Linked DNA regions of Mus musculus: region 1 is linked to region 2. Evidence: chromatin contacts called from public promoter capture Hi-C data. All regions are on one chromosome and are shown on one strand. The core of a region is the stretch at or near the end of the contact, and the rest is flanking DNA. Distances in the headings are between cores, read along the strand shown. Region 1 overlaps 2810032G03Rik (RIKEN cDNA 2810032G03 gene). Region 2 holds the start of Klhl29 (kelch-like 29).

Region 1 (4,625 bases), core at 828-3,327, 34 kb after region 2:
CACACACACACACACTTCCCAGGTGCTGAGATTACAGATGTATGCCAACACACCTGGCAATCCTGTTGATTCTGCTTCCAGAATCTACTCTCTGGTTCATTCTCTATATGGAAGTCATCTTGTAACTGAAGTTGGACCAGAATACTCAGCTTGCCAAAAGTCATCGTTGGACTCCTGTTACACTTATAATGCTATCTGAATTCTGTGTAGAGCTCTGCAAGGCTCTTGAGCATCTTTGGGACCCTGTCCTGTGCTTCCGTTCCCTTACTCTCCTTCCTCAGTGGCTCTTCCTTGTTCTTGGCTACACTTTCCCACCTCTCTCTCACCCCTCTTACTATGCTGGAAAAGAATTCCAGGGTCTCATGCCTGCTAGGCAAATAGCCTTATCCCTGAACTATATTCTCAATGGGAGAATTCTAATGGCTTCCATCTGTTTGAACTGCATTTGTTTGCTTGTGGCCTTCTCTACAGTGAGCATCATCCTTCCCCTGGCAATATGTCCTTTTTATGTCTGTCCTGGCCACTCCCTTGGAGTTCCCTCTCTGCCCACTATGATAGACCAGGCATAGATTCCTTGTGTTTTACTCACAGTGCTCCACATTGTGGAAGGACCTGCTTGTCCATCTCCCCATGGCCCAACTCTCTGACTGGCCCATGAGATTCATGAGAGCAATGTATCTCCTTCATCATGCCAAAAACAGTGTCATGAATTTTGAGCCCATAAATTGAAACAAGCAGGTGCTAGTGTCATTTGGGAGGAAGTGCTAAGATTGAGGGAAAACACAAAACAGCCTTGCTGGCCTAATTCTAGACATGACTGCGGCTCCACAGGGGGGTAACAATGGGCAAGTTTGTCACTTAAAATTTCTTATGCTCATTCTGCTTTTCTCTCAGCTGTTTAAAGATAAACATGGACTCAATTGTCATGAAAAAACTTAGCACAAAGTTTTCTGTTAGGATTAGATGTTATGTGAAAATACTTAACATCCTGCCTTATACAGAGAAGTCCAAAATTAAATACAAATGTCCTGTAATACTCTTATATTTTACCATATTCTTATCATTTTTCATGGTAGACTGCATCTTATTCTTGGAGGGAGAAAGGAAAGCATGTGTTCTTAATATCATAAAAATACTCATTTGATTATTCATCATTATATATATTCATTTGGCTCATAATAGCTCCAAGTAGAAATAACCCAATTATATATCAACTGATGAATGCATGAATAGTATGTATATAATGTTGAATTCACACAATAGAGTATCATTTAGCAATAAAAAAATGAAGTGTTGATACATATTACAACATCGATGGACCCTGAAACATACCGGGAACAAAGCCAGTGATGTAGGATGCTGGGCTATGCTGCAGAGTCGGAAGTAGACAGAAAGTAGATTACTCCTAGCCTTGGGCTGTGGAGTTTGGAGGGAATTTGGAGTGACTGCTAATGGATGTGGCATTTCTATTTGGGGTAATGAAAATGTTCTAAAATGGATGGTAGTGATAGATGTTCAACTTTTTGCATATACTAAAAAGTACAGAATTATATTTTCAGTGGGTGGATTCTAATGGTATGTGAATTATATTTCAATAAAGCTGTTCAAATTAATTAATTTATTGAATTAATGTGAAAGCAGCCTGGCTCTCTGATGACAGCATGACTGAGCAGGGAGTGAGTGGGGCTCTGTGTCAAATGCCAGCTTTGATTAGATGTGGATAATTGATCACCCCTTCCTCCTTCCCTCTCTCCTCCCTTCCGCCTTACATTTAAATCTTTTGGAACCTTGACCCAGATATGAGTCAGGCGGGGGTGGGAGGTAGGTGAGAATGGTTATCTTTCAAGAGCTGAGGTGTGGCCAGCAGAGTGGAAAACGTTGCATAAGGGGTAGCGAGACAGGATGCTGCTCAGTGGGCATTCTGGAGGCCCAGCAAGAGAATGTGGGCTTAGAAACATCTTCAGTCACAGCAAGTATGCTAAAAGAATTTGTATGTGACTTCAGCAGACACCCACTCTGTGGATGAATGAGGTTAGAGACAAAAGGGCCTCTCTAGTGCAGAGGTGGGGCACACAGCAGTGATGTACAGGTGCCAGAAATCTGGGATATGGGTGGGGCCTTTTCCAGGAGAGCATCCTAGAGAGTTAATGTTGGTTCAAGCAAGCAAGCAAGCAAACAACCAACCAACCAACCAACCAAACAAACAAAACAAGCCAGCAGACTAGATAGTTGGCTTGGTGAGGTAGCACGGATGTTTTCGTTTGGTGGGCAGCTCAGTTTGAGGCTGGCTGGGCAGTTTCCCTCATTCCTGACTTGCCTGACCAGGGTAGAATAGAGTGGAGCCCTCTCCTAGGTCGGGGGACAAGTAAGTTTTGTGGCAAATGGTTGTCTCTCTCGAGCTAGGGAGTTGCTGTAGCTTTTAGCAGGCTGAATGGTCCTGGCGGTAGAGCTACGGCAAACTCTGCGCGAGAAGTTCACCGCTAGAGGGAGCACTGTGACGTTCTACGTCAACAGCACTGGGCTCTCCCAGCTGCGAAGCCAAGCCGACTGGCTAGAAGCCAGGGTTTTGGCACCGGGGGAGGGGATGTTCTTAAGAAACTTATTTTCTCCACCTTTGCTCTTTCCATTTAAAGATTTCTCAGAAGAAACTGGACCCGAAAATCCTGAGTTTTTGGCAGGGTTCTTAGAGTGCCTCCCTGACCCACACCCCCATTTTGTGGGCTTTGGGTATGGGATGCCTGCTGAGGTCTGTATAACTCTGGAGTGGTTAATAGGAAGGGGGGTGGGGTGGGGGGAGAGACAGAGAATTAAAGCGAGGCCAGACTGGTAGAGGTTCTGCCAGTGTGAGAGAACCGGAAAGAGCTTGGAGAACAGGCTGAAGAAAGTGAAAGGGGGGAGGGGCGTGGAGTTAGGGGGTTGCAGTAGCTTTTAGCAGGCTGCATGGTCCTGGTGGTAGAGCTACAGCAGACTTTGTGGTGGCTGTGCAACAAGCACCCACAGCTTGTCAGGATGCTCTGCTTTGGCTTTTTAACATTGGGTAAGGGGCACATGAGATAGCTAGTGAGTGCCCCTCTAAATTTTTTTTTTTTTGGCACGATAACATCCCCCTGCCCCCACCCCCACCCTCCATTCAGTTGAGCTAGCCTTCCATGGTGGCTGACCCTTCTGGAAGCATGGCTAAGACTGGAAGTGGTAGGTGTTCAGAGCAAAAGCCTTCATTCTTAGCTCCCACCTAGATGGCCACTATGTTCTTGAATCCCATCCTAGCTCTCATATGGCCCAAGCCATACTCCAACAGTAGGAGACCCAAAGCCTCCTCCCGCACTGGTTCTTGGTCTGGGAGGTAGATTCTCCTAGCAGCCACTCAACACAGGCAGCAGGTGTATAAGGGGTACATGCTGGATTTGTGCCCGCCCACAGCACTCCACAGAAGCTTCAGGAAGATGGCACCCCATCTGCAGCAGAGCAGGTCAGACGGGGCCTGCTGAGGCTCCTGTCACTGCTGTTGTGAATACTGGTGATTGCCATGGTTACCCGGAGCCTGGGAGCTCTGACAGTTGGAGAACTAGCAGGAGAAGATGGCCTGAAAACCTCCCTGGGGGCTAGGAGATCCTGGACTAGAGAAGATGTTTTGCAAGGGTTTAGATGATCCACAAGTCAGGGGTCTCTTTCTCGTTTTGCTAGGTCCTAGGAGGACTGAGAAGAGGGAAGGACTGAGGCTGGGACTGGTCCTCGGGGAGTTGGTAGTGAGATAAGGCGGTTGGTCACAGAGCTCCCTAGAGATTCAGTACAGATCCCTGGGGACCCAGAGGAGCTCCGGCTCCTCTTTTAGCATGCTAGCATGGGTGCTGTGACTGCCCTCTCCCTAAGTAGGATGCTGTCCAGGTATGCAAAACACCCGCACTGCCAGTGCTTACACACTCCAGTTCCCTTCTAGGTCTCGGGTTTTTCAGTCTGCAAAATGGGGTCAATGATTAGTAAGTCCCTACCTACTTCGTGTCAATGAGGATTTCTTAAATGAATAATTTTGTGTGTTGGAATGAGCAGACAGATTTCAGGTCTTTAGAGAAAAAGCCTTATTTATTAACAGCATCAACGCATGGAGCAGAGATTCCATGCAGCCCTTTTGCTGTCTCTCCACTGCTGGCTGAACCTGGAGCTCCATTGCCTCTCCGAGAACATGAGACTCTGCACAGCTGTCCAACCCCAGCTCTGGGAGTTCTCAGAGGCTAAGAGAGGAGGGGCATCGTGTGAGCAATGAACGGGCGTTTTGAGATCAGTGGAGAATGATGGAGCAGGAAGCCAAGGCTCTGGTACAACAGCAAAAAGGCTGGAGGTTGGTTCTCACAAAAGAGCCTTGTTCAGTGGCAGAAGCTCAGGGTGCTGGGTGCGGAGTTCACTCCAGGCCAAGAAGGTCAGCTTCTCTGCTGTCCCTTCTTTCTCTTTTTGATACACTGTCACTATATGATCACTCAAAGAATGAGAAAACAGATATACAGAAAAACATAGAATAAAGCCCATCAAGTCAGTGATCTGAGCCACACAGTCCTTGGCATATAGACACTATGCTGTGCCCAGTACAGAAGGTGCCATGATTGCGAAAGTGGCATATAGACTCTATGCTG
Region 2 (4,658 bases), core at 2,069-4,568:
TGGAAATGTATGAATATTGAAATAGGCAAGATTTGAATAGACTAATGATTTGCCTCACTTAGACTGACAGGTCTGGATAGTAACTGTGACACACTCCATCAACGCCAACATCTACACTTTAACATCTTTATTCCTAGAAAATAGGGGCTGGACTTAAGGATTCCTCTAGTTAGAGCTTATAAGCAAACTACATCTTCCAGTCTTAAAAAAAATACAGACTCATTTCTCATCTACTTGAAAGAACACAAAACAAAAATGGCTTTATGCATTTGTGTTCTGGATGCGAGGAGCTACGGTGAGCAGAAGTCATTCTCTCGGGATCTTCGCTAGTCTTTGTTCTAATCAACCCCTCACAAAACAGTTCTGGTACGGCTTATCTCCCACATGGAGTATTTGGAGTGTGACCACCATTCATTAGAAACATAACTCAAGAGACCCAACATTAGGACCCTACCCCCACCACATACAGTAGAAACCAATAAGCCTTAATCTATTTGTTTCCATGGCTACCATAGTATATTTTATTTCACTAAAACTCCTAGGTATTTCGTTTGGATTGTTGCTTGCAAATGAAAGTTGGAGATCTACTCATTTCCACAGCTAGGGTAGAAATGGGAAGACTGGACCAAAGGCAATGTTTTTAATTGTGGACTAGTAAGATCCCTGTGCAGAAAAGTTATTAAAATTGGCTAAATGCATCAGCCCATAAGCCAAGTTAAACATTATTAAATTCATATAAGGTTTTAGGGCACACATGCTAGTGATTTCCTGATTTGTAGCAATGTGATAAACCCATTGCACTCCAGAACAATATATGGGAATATAGACACTGTGACTCACTGCTCCAAACGTGTAGGAACAGGCAGACTATCAAATACATGCATGACAAGGAACTCTTAAATTATTATGTCCTTCCTCATAAGCTTTCTCTAAGTGTCAGTATGAGCAATCTATACAATTGTTAAATACCACCCCCCCCCAGTGAAAAATAATTAGAAAGTTAGCTCTCCACCTCCCCCCACACCCTTAATTTAAATTTAAAAAGCCAGGAGTGAGGTAGGCTAATTAAATGTGCTATCACTCATCCTGAACGGAAAGAATTTCTCAAATCTGCCCTCCCCGGGCTGAGTTAGCAGTAAGACCACGGCAGGGGAGAAACTCTGTAGTGACTAGACAAATGGCTTTAAAGAGAATGAAATGAGGATAAATACAGCTGTAACCAGGACAGATCTGTCACTGCAAGAGGAGTCCAAATCCTAGCGTCGCTTAGCTGATGAGGGGCTGGAGCCTGCAGTGGTGGAGCATGAATGTCCCAGAACTGAGGAGTGGAAGTTTCTCGGCAGCCGCAGCCAGGCATCCTCCACGTCTAGTCCCTCCAGCGAAGAGGTCTCGCCTAATGCTACATAAACATCTGCGTTCACGATTTGCCCCAGGCGCGCCGCCTCGCAAACACCATAGGGAGAAACGATGTGCTTCGCAGAGCCGCGCATGTACCAGGACCGGATGCTTCTCACCCACCATCATCCCTGGGGACCCGCGGGAGATCGGTCAACTGACCGCTGCTGCCTTTCGGTTCCAGAGGCCAGCGATGAGAGAGAACGGGCTTCTCAGCAGGCGGACCCAGGCATCCAAGACTCGCGCTTTGCAGTCGCCGGCTCCTGGGAGAACAGCCGCAGGCAGGCAGTGCGTCTCCACCTTCCCCAGGCGACGCACACCGAACCTGCCCCGGGAGCAGCCTCGGAACGAAACTGGGCTGCGGGTTCCGAGATCTGGGCTGGAGCGAGCACGCCTCTCTCCCCTAGGGCCTGGGGCCGACACTGCCCAGCGAGGGCACCAGCGCGCGACCACAGATAACCCTCCTGCCTCCAGGCCACGAAGACCCGGACGTGAGCCCGCGGTCAGCCCGCATGGCCCGTGGCAGTCTGGGCGCGCGGCCACACTCCCACCTACGTGTCTCCGGTCTACTATCCCACACATAAACAACCCCTCTCCACTCGCCACCACCTCCCCGCCCTTCGCATCCCTGAAGCTGTCCTCCCACCTCCAACCCCCGCTGGAAACCACAAGGTGTCAAGGGAATGTAGGGGAGGTCACAACACGGTCTGTGTGGGTTCCATTCAGATGATATTCAAGCTCTTCCACCTCGAAAGTTACTTGGGATCCAGTGAAGAAACCCGGTCCCCAAATGCTGGGTCTAAGAACGCGAGTGGCAGAACCCGTCATCTAGCTTCCCTTGGCACACAGGCGCGCATCTCCCCAACCCGCAGGGCACACGGCCGCCCTGGGGACCAGCTTTCCAGTGCTTTCTGGGTCCCCCGGCACTGCTGGGGCCCTGGGCCGCGCAGGGGGAGGTGGCCAGGAGAGGGGCGCACACGGCTTGGCCCGGCCCAGCGCTACCCGACTCTGGTGTCGTATTTGCTTCTAGCACCTTCGACCACTGCGATAGTTCCCCTAGGCATTCCCTGCATAACACACCCGGGGGCAGGAAGTTTTTTTCCCCCTTTTTTCCATCCCCGGAGCAGCGCAGGCGCAAGGGCTTCTGCAGGCTTGCGAGCTCAGACGCGGGAGGCTCCAGCTCCAGCCGCCGCCACTGCCAGAGCCGAGCCCAGCGTTCCAGGCTCTGGGCCACACTCCCAAGTCCTGCCTGGCCCAGAAGCTACCAGGACCCTGGGAACCCTTACTCCCTCCCCTCTGCCCCGTTAGGCATCCCAAGAGCCCCAACCTGATCCGGCTCTTACCTGCGGCCGCGCCGCTCCAGCCCCGGCCCGACGCGCAGAGAGCCCAGGGTCGCGGATGGGTGCAGGAGGGTTGATGGATAGGGGACGGCGCCGGCGGGTAGCGGTAGCTGGGGCCGCTCGAGTCCTGGCCCGGAGAAACGGATCCAGGTCCACCTCCTCTCGTTCCTGCTCTCCGCCTTCTCCCCTTTTCCCTCCTCCTCCTCCTCCGCCGCCGCCTCCCGGCAGCCCAGGGAGGATGCCCGGGAGAGGGAAGTCAGTCTTTCTGCCTGTCAGCCTGCGCGGCTATGCGCGGTGCGGCGCGGCTCTCATCGAGGCGGCGGCAGCGGCGGCGGCTCCGGCAGCATCGCCCCCGCCCTCTCCCCGCAGCCGCGGCGGCCGCGGGGCTGGGGCTGGCTCCGGGCGCCGGGCTCCGGGCTCGGGCTCCGGGAGGGGGCTGAGCTTAGGCTCGCCAATGACCTGGGCTGCGGACGTGCGCTGGGTAGCCGGAGCCGGGGTTAGAGCTGCTGCTAGATCGGCGGTGGCAGGGACAGCGGCGACGGCGGCGGCGGCGCGGGGATTGGCGCGGCCGCGGCGCGGGGACCATGCTCCCTTCTGGCTCGCTCCTCTCCGGGTACCGTCTGCTTTAGCTGCGAGGGAGGCGGGCTTCGGCGCGCAGCCAGGGACGGGCGGAGCCAATCACAGACGCCCGAGTAGGCGGGGGCGGAGGGTGGGGGAGGCGGGGCGCCCCCGGCCCGGCTCAGCGCTTGGCTCCCGGGGCCCCAGGGATCCCCTGCAGCCGCGCGCCGGGCCCCAGGCTCAATGCCAGCGGGTGTGTCCGTGGTTGGTCCGCCACCCCCGCCCCCTGCAAAGATACCCGGCTCGCCCGGCTCCGTGGCCGCGCCGGTAGACTCACGACGCATGGCCGGGCTGCTGGGCCATGGCCTCCGGGTTCCGAGAGAGCCCGGGCTTCAAGGAAACGGACTGAAGGGAGCTTCCCTGCTGCTCTCAACACCTGAGGAAACTGGTGGAAAAGTTTGAGAAAGAAAAGTCCAATCGTCTTTCAGCTTCCGCCCTCCCTATGACACTCCAGCCTGGAGAAGGAGTAGGGAACGTCCATATCTCTGAAAGACCACCGCGAGCCATGCCAGTCCTGTCTTCTTGCATCTGCCCTGACTTCTGAGCATATGCGAACTTTCCTGTTTTCACAGACCTCCCTGGGTTGCTCAGATCACACAGGCCTGCTTTGACACTCCAGCTGCAGCCAACCCTCCCAAGATCCACACTGACCGAGTCTTCCTCTCTTCATGCTGTCTACGCAGACCCTAACTGGAACACTAAGAGGAAACTTTGGCTGGAGACCTGTGGCTACCGGTGTGGGTGTGAGCTTTTTCATCTCTCCAGCACACTTCTTTTCTGTGCCTGTCTTCCTTGGGTTGCTAACTCTGCAGGTCAGTTTTCTTATTCCCAGACCCACAGAACCCCTCACCTGTTTTGAGATTCAGAGGGAAAGCCTGTGGCTCAGTTCCCCTCCATCTTTCAGGCAAGTCTGAAGGTTAAAGTCTGAAGTTTATAGTCGGTGGGTTCCTTCTTCATTTCTCTTCACCCATACCTCCCCCACCCCATCCACACAAATACTGAGGCCTATTTCAAACTGGGGGCGGGGGTGGGTGGGTAATAGGGGAGGGACATAGCTGTTTTTTAAGGCTGATCTGGGCTGGCTGTCCTGGGAAGGCTTTACTAGGCTCCACTCATGTCTTTGCCAGGGAGGAGGGAGAACTTTTTTCTCTCAGGGGCCTCCTGTGATTGTCAGACCCACAGCTCTGCTGTTTTGGCTGTAAACTCAGTGCAGGGGTTGTGTATCCTTTAATATCTTGTAGGAAGCACAGTACAGTGTCATGGCTGATAAATAATAAATAATAATAATCTGCTGAGGGTAGCAGG

Evidence for each region. Promoter capture Hi-C pulls out the DNA fragments that hold promoters and counts their contacts.
Region 1: a promoter capture Hi-C map of hippocampal neurons shows a contact between it and region 2, with 2.5 times the contacts expected there. The contact joins the enhancer-like site here to the promoter of Klhl29 in region 2. A contact is called at or near these places in 1 of 39 promoter capture datasets (hippocampal neurons), 5 of 484 Hi-C or Micro-C datasets (the HL-1 cell line, the N1E-115 cell line, cerebellar granule neurons and 2 more), 2 of 115 datasets of contacts at active chromatin or transcription factors (both in embryonic stem cells) and 3 of 9 other capture datasets (adipose tissue, liver and pancreatic islet).

Annotation. Positions count from the first base shown.
Region 1 is chr12:5,408,089-5,412,713 of GRCm38.p6, forward strand. All of the region lies in intron 1 of 2810032G03Rik (RIKEN cDNA 2810032G03 gene), which reads left to right. Among named protein-coding and RNA genes, the nearest start is that of Gm32214, 27 kb to the right of the region's middle. Within about 2 kb of position 2,078, at least 25 of the 459 cell types and tissues checked have an H3K27ac peak or open chromatin away from gene starts, as enhancers often do. A contact at or near this core is called in hippocampal neurons, where this site is marked.
Region 2 is chr12:5,372,364-5,377,021 of GRCm38.p6, forward strand. It overlaps Klhl29 (kelch-like 29), which reads right to left and starts at 3,319. Exons shown (of 14, transcript NM_001164493.1): 1 at 2,739-3,319. It overlaps 2810032G03Rik (RIKEN cDNA 2810032G03 gene), which reads left to right and starts at 3,357. Exons shown (of 2, transcript NR_015579.2): 1 at 3,357-4,165.